2 separate regions of the Mus musculus genome follow, and region 2 is linked to region 1. Evidence: chromatin contacts called from public Hi-C data. All regions are on one chromosome and are shown on one strand. The core of a region is the stretch at or near the end of the contact, and the rest is flanking DNA. Distances in the headings are between cores, read along the strand shown.

Region 1 (5,759 bases), core at 98-2,597:
AGACTGGGTACTCTGACTTCAGTGTGCTCAATGCTGACTTATGTGAGGAATAAAACAACTCTGAATGGGATTCCATTCCCCAGGGCACTTTGCAGTTCTTTCTGGCTAAGGGTACAAACTGGTGGTTTGGCTTGTTTGTTTTGTTTTGTTTCATTTCCTTGAGACAAGGTCTCACTTATAAGCTGGCTATTTTATAATGTTGGGAGCACATCCATGTATGGGGTCTAGCTAAGCAGGGATTTGCACACCAGAGCCTTCTGGATATATATATATATATATATATATATAAATTCCACAAGATATAAATGGATTTTTTTCATTTTAAATTGTTGAAATTAGCCTACTGATAACAATAGATCATGTGAAAATGATATGAGATTCTAATTTTGATGCCACCATCAAATTATATCACATTTACTCACGTGTTGCGTACAGATACTTGCAGCTACAGAGACAAAATTGTACAACTGTACATATTATGACAGAGATCATATAGTCTGCAAAGCTAAAAAAAAATTGACTGCTTAGATTTTTACAGGGAATATTGCCAGCATCTTAAACAAACTACAGTTTCTTTCTCACTTATCTTTATTCCTTTCCAGCAGCTGTCTTCTTGGCCCAGGTTGTCACTGTATGTCACCAGGGTTTCCTGCAAAACCCCCCACAGCTAATATTTAGACTTCTCTGTGAGCGTGAATGCTTCCTGGCCCTCAAATGTGTGCCATTAAACCTCTAATGAGGTCTCAGTGTTTACATAAGAGTCGGCATTCTTTGGCACAAGGTCCTCCTTGAGCCTCTATTCAGTTTTATCTTTCTAGCCTCGTCTCCGCCTACTTCCTGATTATACCCTATGACAGAGTGACCATATAATTTTCCAAATGGGACACCTAGGTGTGAAAGGGGCCTTAGTAATAATTATGTTGGGGAAGGAAAAAAAAGCATAAAGCAATAGTGTTTTAGGCAAATCAGAGGGAATAGTCAGCTACTTCTAGTTCTCGCCATTTTGAATGGGCCTCCTGTTCTCTCTGCACCTGTTCCTGATTGTTACCTTAGGCCAGAACTCCACTTCTCTTTTAATCAACTTAAATTTAAATATCTTTCCAAATCCACCCTCTGTAATGCTGTGTCCATGGAGGGAGAGATGCTTTCTCTTTCCTCTTCCTCTTTTTTTAAGAATAAAGAACCTCTGCCAGTGTGACTTACTTTTCCTTGTTAGTGACACAGTGGCAAGTGCACACAGTCAGCCTTCCTCACTGCCGCTCTGAAGGCACAGTCCAGGCTGGAGCCTGTTTTCCTCACAGGCTGACCATTGTGCTGGGCCCAAGTGGCATCGCTGCACGTTTGGAAAAGTGAATCAATCGACTGTGCTGGGAAGGCTGGTGAGGGCTTGGCTTGCAGAATGTGAATCATTCCCTTTAACGTGTTGAAAGGAGTGAGAAAAAAAAATGAGGTTTCGAGGTTTGAGGCCAGAGCCTGGGGTTCCAGTGTGGCAGTGCAGCAGAGTGGTTCAGGGCATGGGTGTTTCCTTGGGGACAACTGAGACTGACTTGTACTTCTGCCACCTACAACCTGTGCTAATTTAGGCAGGTTACTCCTTTCAGTTCTGCATCTGTAAAGTGGGCACAATGGGAGGTACCCCATGGATAGTAGTTGAGAGTTTGAACATGCACTCTGAATAAACTGCTGTGGTTAAGACCACCACCACCACCACCGATAGCTGGGGTGGGATCCAAGACCAGAGTGTAAAAGAAGGAAAGCTGGAGGAAATGCAGGACTGAACTCATAGTCTGAGCAGCAGACTGAGGTGCCCTGAGAGAAGATGGTCTCCACATAGGCGTGAGTAATCATGGTCTTTTGAGAAATCACTTCAGTAGAGTAGGTAGGCAAGGCACACATTTGTAGATACCTTCATAGTCAGAGGATGAAGAAAACAACGTCTAGGACTAGGGGATGGCACAGTCCTGTGCAAATGTGAAAACCTGAGCTTGGATTCCCAGCATATCCGTCCATCCATCTGTCCGTCCCTCCATCCATCCATCCATCCATCCATCCATCCAAGCTAGGCTTGGTGGTGCATGCCTATTATCCTAGCACTGGAGATGCTGAGACGGGGGAATCCCTGAGGCTTCCTGGACAGCTAGTCTTGTTCAATCTGTAAGATCCAGGTTTAATATGGAGTCATGTCTCATGATGATGATGATGTAAAAGCAATAGAGGAAAACACTTGGACAGTAGCCTCTGACCTGTGTATACACACACACACACACACACACACACACACACACACATGTACACATATATAAAGCATGCACACATGTGTTGTAGGATATTTGATTACACTGTGAACTTTGAGATTGTGTTATTTACTAGAAAAAAACAAACCCAAAACCCAACTGTTTCTAGTTGTGGTGTGACTCAGCCCTTGGCACACACCTTTAATCCCTCTGGGTGGAATACAGACATGCCTTTAGTATACACCTTTAATCCCAAACAATAAAGGTAAGGTTTATTTGTAGAAGGAAACACTCTAGTTTGGAAGTGAGTTCTAACTGAGGGGCAGGCAAAGTGATGGATTAGAGGAAGATTTGACAGAATGAGTCAGAGCTAGGACACGCCCAACTTCCACACGAGAGAGGAAGAGGAGCTGCTTAAGAGCAGTGCAGAGAGAGAGGGAGAGGGGAAGGAGGCAGGTTTCCTGAGACAGTTGCACAGAGACAGGTTGAAGAGAACAAGCTAGACACATGAAGACAGAACGAGCCAGAGAATGAGAAGGAGCCAGAAGATCAGAACAGATGGCTAGAGTGAGTTTGAGGCCAAGCAGAGGCTGAGAGAGAAAAGCCATATTGAGTCAGTCAGCTTGGAGCAGAGCTTGAGCCAGAACAGCTGAGTTGAATCAGCCTGCCAGAGTTCAGAAGTAGAAAGGGCGAGCTTATTCAGCAAGACTCAGAGGCTGAAATCATTCTAGGCCTAGATAAGACTGTACGAAGTCTAGAAGCTTCCAGGACTAGGACTCAGTTAGCAGACTGAGGCAGTAAGCCTCAAAGAGAACAATTGCTACAGGAAAATAAAAATTACATCACACCTATGTCATACACACAGCTACCCTTAGATGACAATAAGGAAATGTCTGGAAAGAAGGGAAAACAGTGGAGAGAAAGGAAAGGCAAGACAAGCTAGAGTCGGGTAGAACTATGTTGGTTTAGAAAACGTTTCTTCAGGCAGACCATACTCTTAAAAGTAAGAAGCTGCAGCTGGAGAGATGGCTAAGCAATTAAGAGCTCTGGCTGCTCTTCCAGAGGACCTGGGATCAGTTCCCAGCATCCACATGGCAGCCCACAGCTGTGTCTAACTCCAGACCTGGGGATCTGACGCCCTCTTCTGGTCTCTGTGGGCACCAGGCATACTGCATGTGGTGCAGAGGCAGACATTCAGGCAGAACACGTTAAATAAACTCATTAAATAAACAGTGAAAGGAAGAAACTCTAGGAAATAATAATCCAATCACCTATGCAGACTTTTTTTGATCGTAAACTACTGATTGAAAAATCAGTGCCTAACTTTGGTGTCCGTAACTTGCTGAGAGATTAAAAACAGCAGCCACAAGAACCAGCTGCAGGGTGGTGGCTTTTCCCAAACAGAATGGAGCGAAAATGAAGCCTGGTAGGGGTTTTAAGGGACTGGGTTAGGATTTTGGAGGAAAGGAACATGGTCTCAGTTACAAAGGTAGCTTTCCCATAGGCTGCAGTGCCTGTTTGGCCTGGCGAGGCTCATCTGCAGCAGTGACAAGCTAAGCTTCCCTCCGTAGTCCTGTGTTTCAGTACACTTTCTGAAATGGCTGTGTAGACACGCACGCGCACACACACACACACACACACACACACACACACACACTGCCTTGTGCTGAGGAAGAAAGGACACAGGTTACAGAAAAGCGCCATCTCTTCCTAAGAGTTGCCTCCAATACTCACACAGTCCTCAGAAGTCAGCACTCCTGCCCTGCCTGTGGTCCAGCAGTCTCTCCTGCACACATCAGTTTGTTTGCAGCCCCAGCCTTGAACTTGTCAAACTGACCAGCATCTCATATCTGTTGCTAAACATGTGATAGGCCAGCTTCAACAGATGCTAAGAGGGGTCTTAAAGCTAACAAACTCAACAGTGCCTTTGCACATGTTCGCCAGCTGGTTAAATAGGCAATTAGTTGTACCAAATAAGAGAGTAGGAAGTTTATTTTACCTGATATGGATGCTCTAGTTTAGTACCGTGTCCTGTGTTCACCTCCTGTAAGGGAAAAGTGTATTTGCATAGGTTTGGGGCTGTAATACTGTTCTGCTATACTACGTGTATTTTCAGTAAAAAGAAAGTCAGAATTGTTTTGTTTTGTTTCCAAAAACATGGAAGCAAGTTGTAGCAGATAAAGACAGGAAGCTTGGTGGTAGGGTTCTGAGTACTGGATCTTGGTGGTAGGTGTCTGAGTACTGAGGCTTGGTGGTAGATGGCTGAGTACTGCTAACACCATCGATACTTGTTTGGTTCCCTTGATATAATTTGTAACCAAGACTGATTGAGAAGTGTTTTTTCTTATAGAATTTGTCCCCATGCCTATCTTCGTTTCCTCTTCAATGATGTGATAAAATGCTTAGATAAAAGCAAATTGAAGGAGAAAGGGTTTATTTAGTTCAGGATTCCAGATTACAGTTCATCACTTGAAGCAAATCAAGGCAGCAGGAATGTGAAGCAGCAGCCACTTCACATCCACAGTCAAGGGCAGAGAGCAGCGAGTCGATGCATCTGTACCGGTGTGTGTTCTCCGTTTCATATAGTCCTGGGTCTCAGGCAGGGAGTGCCCCCCTGCACTGCCACCCCCAACACACACAGCGGCCGAGTCTTCCTAACCTCAGTTACACAGTCAAGGTCATCCCCTAGGCATGCTCAGAGGCCCATCTCCTAAGCGACTCTGAATGTCAAGTTAACAGCTAATGCTAAGAAGATGCTGGTCTTCATTTGAAGGAAAATCTCTTCTGTTTAGCCTGGAGGCTTCTTACTTGGCATGCCAAAGTAAAGGCTGAAGTAGAGGAACAGTTGATAGCATGCTTCTCATTTCTTACCCACAAAACAAAACACATGATTTGCAAGATTGGATATGGTTTTCAGTGGGCTTAGAGCATCTCTTACTTGGCTGATAGAGACTTTTGAAAACAAGAACATAAAAATACCTTTCTTGGGGCTGGAGAGATGGTTCAGCAATTAAAAGCCCCGGCTGCTCTTCCAGAGGACCTGGTTTCTATTCTTAGAACCAACATGGTGACTACCAACTGTCTGTAGCTGGATCTGCCACTTTCTTCTGGCCTTTAGTGGTACCAGCCAGAGCCATACACGCTGGGAAAACATCCATACACAGCAAAAGGTCTAACTCTGTACCATCCACATCCACATGAATTCATTGGCTGGTCTTTCCCAAGCGAAGCTGGGGCTTTATCAATGTGATTATTTCCCGGACATAGTCACGGGCAAAGCACTGCCCAGGTGACTTCCATCCCTTTCTCTCTTTGCCACCTCAGTGGCCCCTAAGGCTGAGAGGACAGGCATTGTGCTGTCACTCTGCAGTTGCCCAGCCATGGGAGGTGCTTCCTCCCGAGCCTTTGTTCTTGTCAGCATTGGGTGCATCTCTACTCCATATGCACCAAAAGCCAAACCTGATGTTCAGCAAGAAAGAATGAATCCTAATCCTGGTAGCCTTCCAGCTGCTTACAAACCACTTC
Region 2 (5,998 bases), core at 1,715-4,214, 350 kb after region 1:
TGGGTGCAAATATCTGCATCTGACTCTTTCAGCTGCTTGTTGGGTCATTCGGAGTGCAGTCATGATAGGACCCTTTTTGTGAGCACTCCACAGCCTCAGTAATAGTGTCAAGCCTTGGGACCTCCCTTTGAGCTGGATCCCACTCTGGGCCTGTCACTGGACCTTCTTTTCCTCAGGCTCCTCTCCATTTCCATCCCTGTAATTCTTTCAGACAAAAACAATTATGGGTCAGGGATGTGACTGGGGTGGCAACACCATCCCTCATTTGCTATCCTGGCTTCCTGCTGGAGGTAGTGGCCTCTATAAGTTCCCTCTCTCTTCTGTTGGGCATTTCATCTAAGGTCCCTCCCTCCCTTTGAGTCTTGGGAGTCTCTTACCTCCTAGGTCCCTGATGTACTCTGGGGGGTCCCCCCAACCTCCTATTTCCTGAAGTTGCCTGTTTCCATTCTTTCTGCTGGCCCTCAAGGCTTCAGTCCTCTTCCCTCACCCTATACCAGATCAGGTTCTCCTCTTCCCCCACGCCCCCTCTGTCTTAGGGTTTTGCTGCTGTGAACAGACACCATGACCAAGGCAAGTCTTATAAAAACAACATTTAATTGGGGCTGGCTTACAGGTTCAGAGGTTCAGTCCATTATCATCAAGGTGGGAGCATGGCAGCATCCAGGCAGGCATGGTGCAGGAGGAGCTGAGAGTTCTATGTCTTCATCCAAAGGCTGCTAGTGGAAGACTGACTCCTAGGCAACTAGGGTGAGGATCCTAAGCCCACACCCACAGAGGCACACCTACTCCAACCAGGTCACACCTCCAAATGGTGCCACTCCCTGGCCCAAGAATATACAAGCCATCACACCCTCCCATCAACTTTCCCCAGCACCATTAGTCCCCCTCTTTCCTGCATTCACATCTTTCTGTTTTGTTTAATGACTCATTAAGGTTAACTGGAGCTGCCTTTGTGACCATAGAGTTACAACTATCCATTAGAGGATGGTTGGATTGCCATCTGGTACACAAATGAAGACAGTGACTGAATGAGTGACTCACTTCCCAGAAGTTATCAGTAACCAACAGTTCAAGAGAGAGGGATAGGAGGGATAGGGCCATGACCATTGGTTGACATGAATCTGTTCCTTATAAGTTTTATACCACCACAAAGAGAACAGAATATCTACCCCATTATCTAATGTTTGCATCTACATCTCATCAATCCTAAGGCACAGAAAAACTTGGAGAATACTCTAGTCTTAACCATAATTCATTAGGCCTAATTCATCAGGCAACTTTGACTACACTTGGTATTATTAATTGCAATACAAATCATCCCATTGCTACAGAGCTTCAGCAATGAAGCAACTATTGTGAAGCAGTTTCCTGTCAAGGATCTTGAAAAGATAAGGAGTACCATCCCAGTGCCAGCTTGACCCATGCATCCCTAAAGAGAGAAGGCTAAACGACTATGCTGTTTTGCTGGCAAATAGAGGAGTATGCTTGGCTAGTTATGGAGAGAGATGGCCAAAGATAGAGCCCAGGTGTACATGATTGCTCTGAGGGCAGAAGTGGGATCTCTCGAGTAAGCTGGCTGGCTTAAGTAGATGGATTCAGGAAGGTCTGAGTTCAGGTGAGAGACTTTTACAAAACAAAAGACAGGACATCAACCTCTGACTTCTACATGCGCGTGCATGCACACACACAGACACACACACACACTATAAGATATGGAAAGACTCAAGAGAGGACATGGTACAACATGTAGAAACTAATTCAAGGTTAAGTGTCAAGGAAGACAAACTGGAGTAGAATTGGTTTGCACACTAAAATGGACTAGGAGACAGATCTGCTCTCACATACATCCACAGTTAAACCTTTGAACTCTGTTTGAAAAACAAATAACCCCTCCATGAAGCTGATCTTAGGACTTGGCATACTTCAGATTCTTAAAGCATTGTTTATTACATTCTACTGACATTGTGTACAATGGACCCCTCCCCCCAAATTACCCGGAGAATGAGACATGTCCAATACACTTTTTATAAGACAGTTTAAGTTATCCAGTACCTATTATACTTGCAGAACAAATACTTTCAAACCTCTCATGCAGCTTAAAATTATAAATACAGCTATCATTTTGTAAAACCTCAAAGCACTTAACTCTAGACAGCTAGATTATGTCCCAGGTGGCCATCCTCACTTTGACCTGAATAAATCCTTTGCTCTCACACTTGGTATGTCTTCCTATGCCTGTTAAGTTGACAGAGGCATCCTAAAGGGAAAGAAAAGTAAAAGTGCACAGGTAGAATGAATCTCAAGAACCTGAGATTAGATAAACAAAAACTAAATCAAATGAAAATATTTTCAGCTTCCCTCAAAACAACAATGTTCAATCAAAAGGCTAGGTGGTGAAATCACTTGCATATTACATGAGCATATTATATCCTGGTCTCATACAGGGAGAGTTTGCAGTTAGCTTAAGCTAACCATATAAGACCATATAACTCTTACAAAAGAGTTAAAAGTCTGTATCAGAGAGCATTGTTATAAAAGTAATTTTATCACTATACCCTAATTAACTTGTTCTGCTATGGTTGGTAACTGTGATTGTTACTATCAACTAGTTCTATTATTATTTTCTTTAAATAATAAGATATCTATAATGACAAAAATATGTAATAATATATAATTTAGACTCCATATATTAAAATATTAAAATATGTACATAATAGTTATGTATTATACCTTGTAGTTTACTCTGATCTGATACATGTACATCGTAAATCACCCCTCTAAAACACTGACCACATGGGTGTGTATGACACATCCTTCACAAGTTGTGGAGGTGGTTTTGCTTTTTGCTGATGGTGGTTGCTGTTGTTTCTTCCTCCTTTTTTCCTCTCTTTTACAATCTTGAACTATAACCTAGGCTGACTAAGAACTCAAGCCAGCCTTTAACTCATAATACTCCTGGATCTGCCTCCCTGATAGGAGGCACCACTCAAAGGGACTTACTTGGGTTCATGAGTAAGTCTTGCTGGCTTCCTGTTTCATTGCTGCTGCTGCTGCTGCTGCTGCTGCTGCTGCTGCTTTTTCTAAACATTCTTTTTGTCCTAGTGTACACAGAGCCTCACACATACTAGGCAAGTCCTCTGCCACTGAGCTGCACTCGTGGCCATCAGTTACTTTCCTGGTTTGTAGTTAATACATAGATAATCCTACAGGTTATTCTTCTCTTGGAACCATCTTATTAAAAGGCTATCAGGAGGAATTTGTAGTCATATAATTCATGTGTAAACAAAACATTATTTAACTAAATTATCTAGCCATTAAGTTACACAAAGTAATTGTCAAGAAGATTAAAATTAAGTTTTGTTGATCTTAAAATGTTACTTCAGATATTTTATGGTATATTTTCCTTTTTAGTGAAAATTCCTGGACAAAGGTTTTATCCCGGAAAAACATGGTCCAGGTAGGAGAATTAAACTTGATTTTCTTCCTAACTATATTATTTTTTTCTTCTGTATTAGGATATTTAATTTTGAATTAAAGCAACAAATAAGTTTACTGTGTAGGGAAAAAAAGTTGATCTAGTTTATCTTTAGATCCCACCTATCTAAATCACTATAATGTGTAAGAACACACCCAGGTTCAGTTTTGAACCTCCCAGGTCTCTGGTATACTCTGGGGGCCCCCCTAACCTCCTATTTCCTGAGGGTTCTGAGCCAATGTCAGTATGCCCAAACTGTCCTTGATGGATGATGCTTTAAAATCTTTTTTTTAATTAGGTATTTTCTTCATTTACATTTCCAATGCTATCCCAAAAGTCCCCCATACCCTCCCCCACCTTCTCCCCTACCCACCCACTCCCACTTCTTGGCCCTGGCGTTCCCCTGTACTGAGGCATATAAAGTTTGTAAGACCAATTGGCCTCTCTTTCCAATGATGGCTGACTAGGCCATCTTCTGATACATATGCAGCTAGAGACACGAGCTCCGGGGGGTACTGGTTAGTTCATATTGTTGTTCCACCTATAGGGTTGCAGACCCCTTTAGCTCCTTGGGTACTTTCTCTAGCTCCTCCATTGGGGCCCTGTGATCCATCCAATAGCTGACTGTGAGCATCCACTTCTGTGTTTGCTAGGCCCCAGCATAGCCTCACAAGACACAGCTATATCAGGGTCCTTTCAACAAAATCTTGTTAGTGTATGCAATGGTGTCAGCATTTGGAGGCTGATTATGGGATGGATCCCCAGGTATGGCAGTCTCTAGATGGTCCATTCTTTTGTCTCAGCTCCCAACTTTGTCTCTGTAACTCCTTCCATGGGTGTTTTGTTCCCAATTCTAAGAAGGGGCAAAGTGTCCACACTTTGGTCTTCATTCTTCTTGAGTTTCATGTGTTTTGCAAATTGTATCTTGTATCTTAGGTATTCTAAGTTTCTGGGCTAATATCCACTTATCAGTGAGTACATATCATGTGAGTTTTTTTGTGATTGGGTTACCTCACTCAGGATGATGCCCTCCAGGTCCATCCATTTGCCTAGGAATTTCATAAATTCATTCTTTTTAATAGCTGAGTAGTACTCCACTGTGTAAATGTACCACATTTTCTGTATCCATTCCTCTGTTGAGGGGCATCTGGGTTCTTTCCAGCTTCTGGCTATTATAAATAAGGCTGCTATGAACATAGTGGAGCATGTGTCCTTCTTACCAGTTGGAACATCTTCTGGATATATGCCCAGGAGAGGTATTTCGGGATCCTCCGGTAGTACTATGTCCAATTTTCTGAGGAACCACCAGACTGATTTCCAGAGTGGTTGTACAAGCTTGCAATCCCACCAGCAATGGAGGAGTGTTCCTCTTTCTCCACAACCTCACCAGCATCTGCTGTCACCTGAATTTTTGTCCTTGATGGATGATGCTTTAAAATCTTAACTAAAGCTGTTTATTTCTGTGTTTATCATTGAATTATCTGATTTCTCACAAGTTCATTAGCACTGTAGGATGAATGCAGAGCAACCACATAGTTTACTACAGTCTCGCCCGTGTTTGTGGACTATTGGTCAAACAGCGATGCCAGAGATTACATAGACCAGCTTGGAATCTTTCTCTGAACTGGCAACTACTGTATCTCTATTTCCTTTGATCAATTTTCCTATTCATGGGAATAATGATATTAACTACTGTCTGGACAGTGGCTTAAGTAATCACAGATAAGCATCTGAGAACTCACTGAATTTGCAAAACTATGTAATTTCACTGCAGGAGGTGATGGCGTGCCTTTTCTTCCTTCCTTGCCTTCTTTCCTAGGAACCTGGTTTCTGTTCAACAACTACAAAAAAGGATCTGTTAGATGTGTATTCTCTTACTCCAGAAGCCTAGGGAATTGGTTACATAACTGATAATATGACAGGCATTGTTGGAAATAACTATACTTGGACCTAGAGTTGATCACTTTAAGATAAGCTATCCTATGGAAAGTAATCAAATGATAAATGCCAAGATAAGAAATGATGGGGCTAAAAAGAGTTTTCAGTGGTTAAAAGCACTCTGTTCCTGCAGAGGACCTGTTCAGCTGGCATGTATGCACATGTATGCACATGTATGCACATGTATGCACATGTGTAAATTCATGCAGGCACAAGTACATACACTCTAATAGCAATAAAAATTTAAAAGAAAATAGGAAAAACACTGCAATTAGGAGATAGGAATTAGAAGTATTACAATGCTTGATGCTGTGTAATCATTAAAAAATTGCATAACCTTTATGATCATCTTTTGTAAAATGGGACTAGTCCTAGCTATTCTGACTATATCACAGGCTGATGAGAGGTTAACGATTACATACTAAGGCATAATATGCAAACAGAAAACAGAACTGCAATACTCTTATGTAAGTATGTGACACTGAGATGACAATACTCAATTTCTTTCAGCTCCCAGCGTATGATTAAGAGTCTTAACAAAGACCATAGGACATGTATTTTAGAAACTTGTAAGAATCCAATCCA

Evidence for each region. Hi-C and Micro-C count contacts between places; a contact is called where the count stands out from the background.
Region 2: a Hi-C map of bone marrow-derived macrophages shows a contact between it and region 1, with 17 read pairs. The contact joins two enhancer-like sites. A contact is called at or near these places in 1 of 39 promoter capture datasets (cranial neural crest), 1 of 484 Hi-C or Micro-C datasets (bone marrow-derived macrophages), 3 of 115 datasets of contacts at active chromatin or transcription factors (bone marrow-derived macrophages, embryonic stem cells and pancreatic cancer cells) and 1 of 9 other capture datasets (macrophages).

What each region holds. Positions count from the first base shown.
Region 1 is chr6:34,480,229-34,485,987 of GRCm38.p6, forward strand. The region is part of intron 1 of Bpgm (2,3-bisphosphoglycerate mutase); the gene reads left to right. Among named protein-coding and RNA genes, the nearest start is that of Bpgm, 6.8 kb to the left of the region's middle. Within about 2 kb of position 1,348, at least 55 of the 459 cell types and tissues checked have an H3K27ac peak or open chromatin away from gene starts, as enhancers often do. A contact at or near this core is called in bone marrow-derived macrophages, where this site is marked.
Region 2 is chr6:34,833,402-34,839,399 of GRCm38.p6, forward strand. It overlaps Agbl3 (ATP/GTP binding protein-like 3), which reads left to right. Exons shown (of 20, transcript NM_001289656.1): 17 at 3,412-3,457; 18 at 5,924-5,998. Among named protein-coding and RNA genes, the nearest start is that of Gm46957, 13 kb to the right of the region's middle. Within about 2 kb of position 2,965, at least 7 of the 459 cell types and tissues checked have an H3K27ac peak or open chromatin away from gene starts, as enhancers often do. A contact at or near this core is called in bone marrow-derived macrophages, where this site is marked.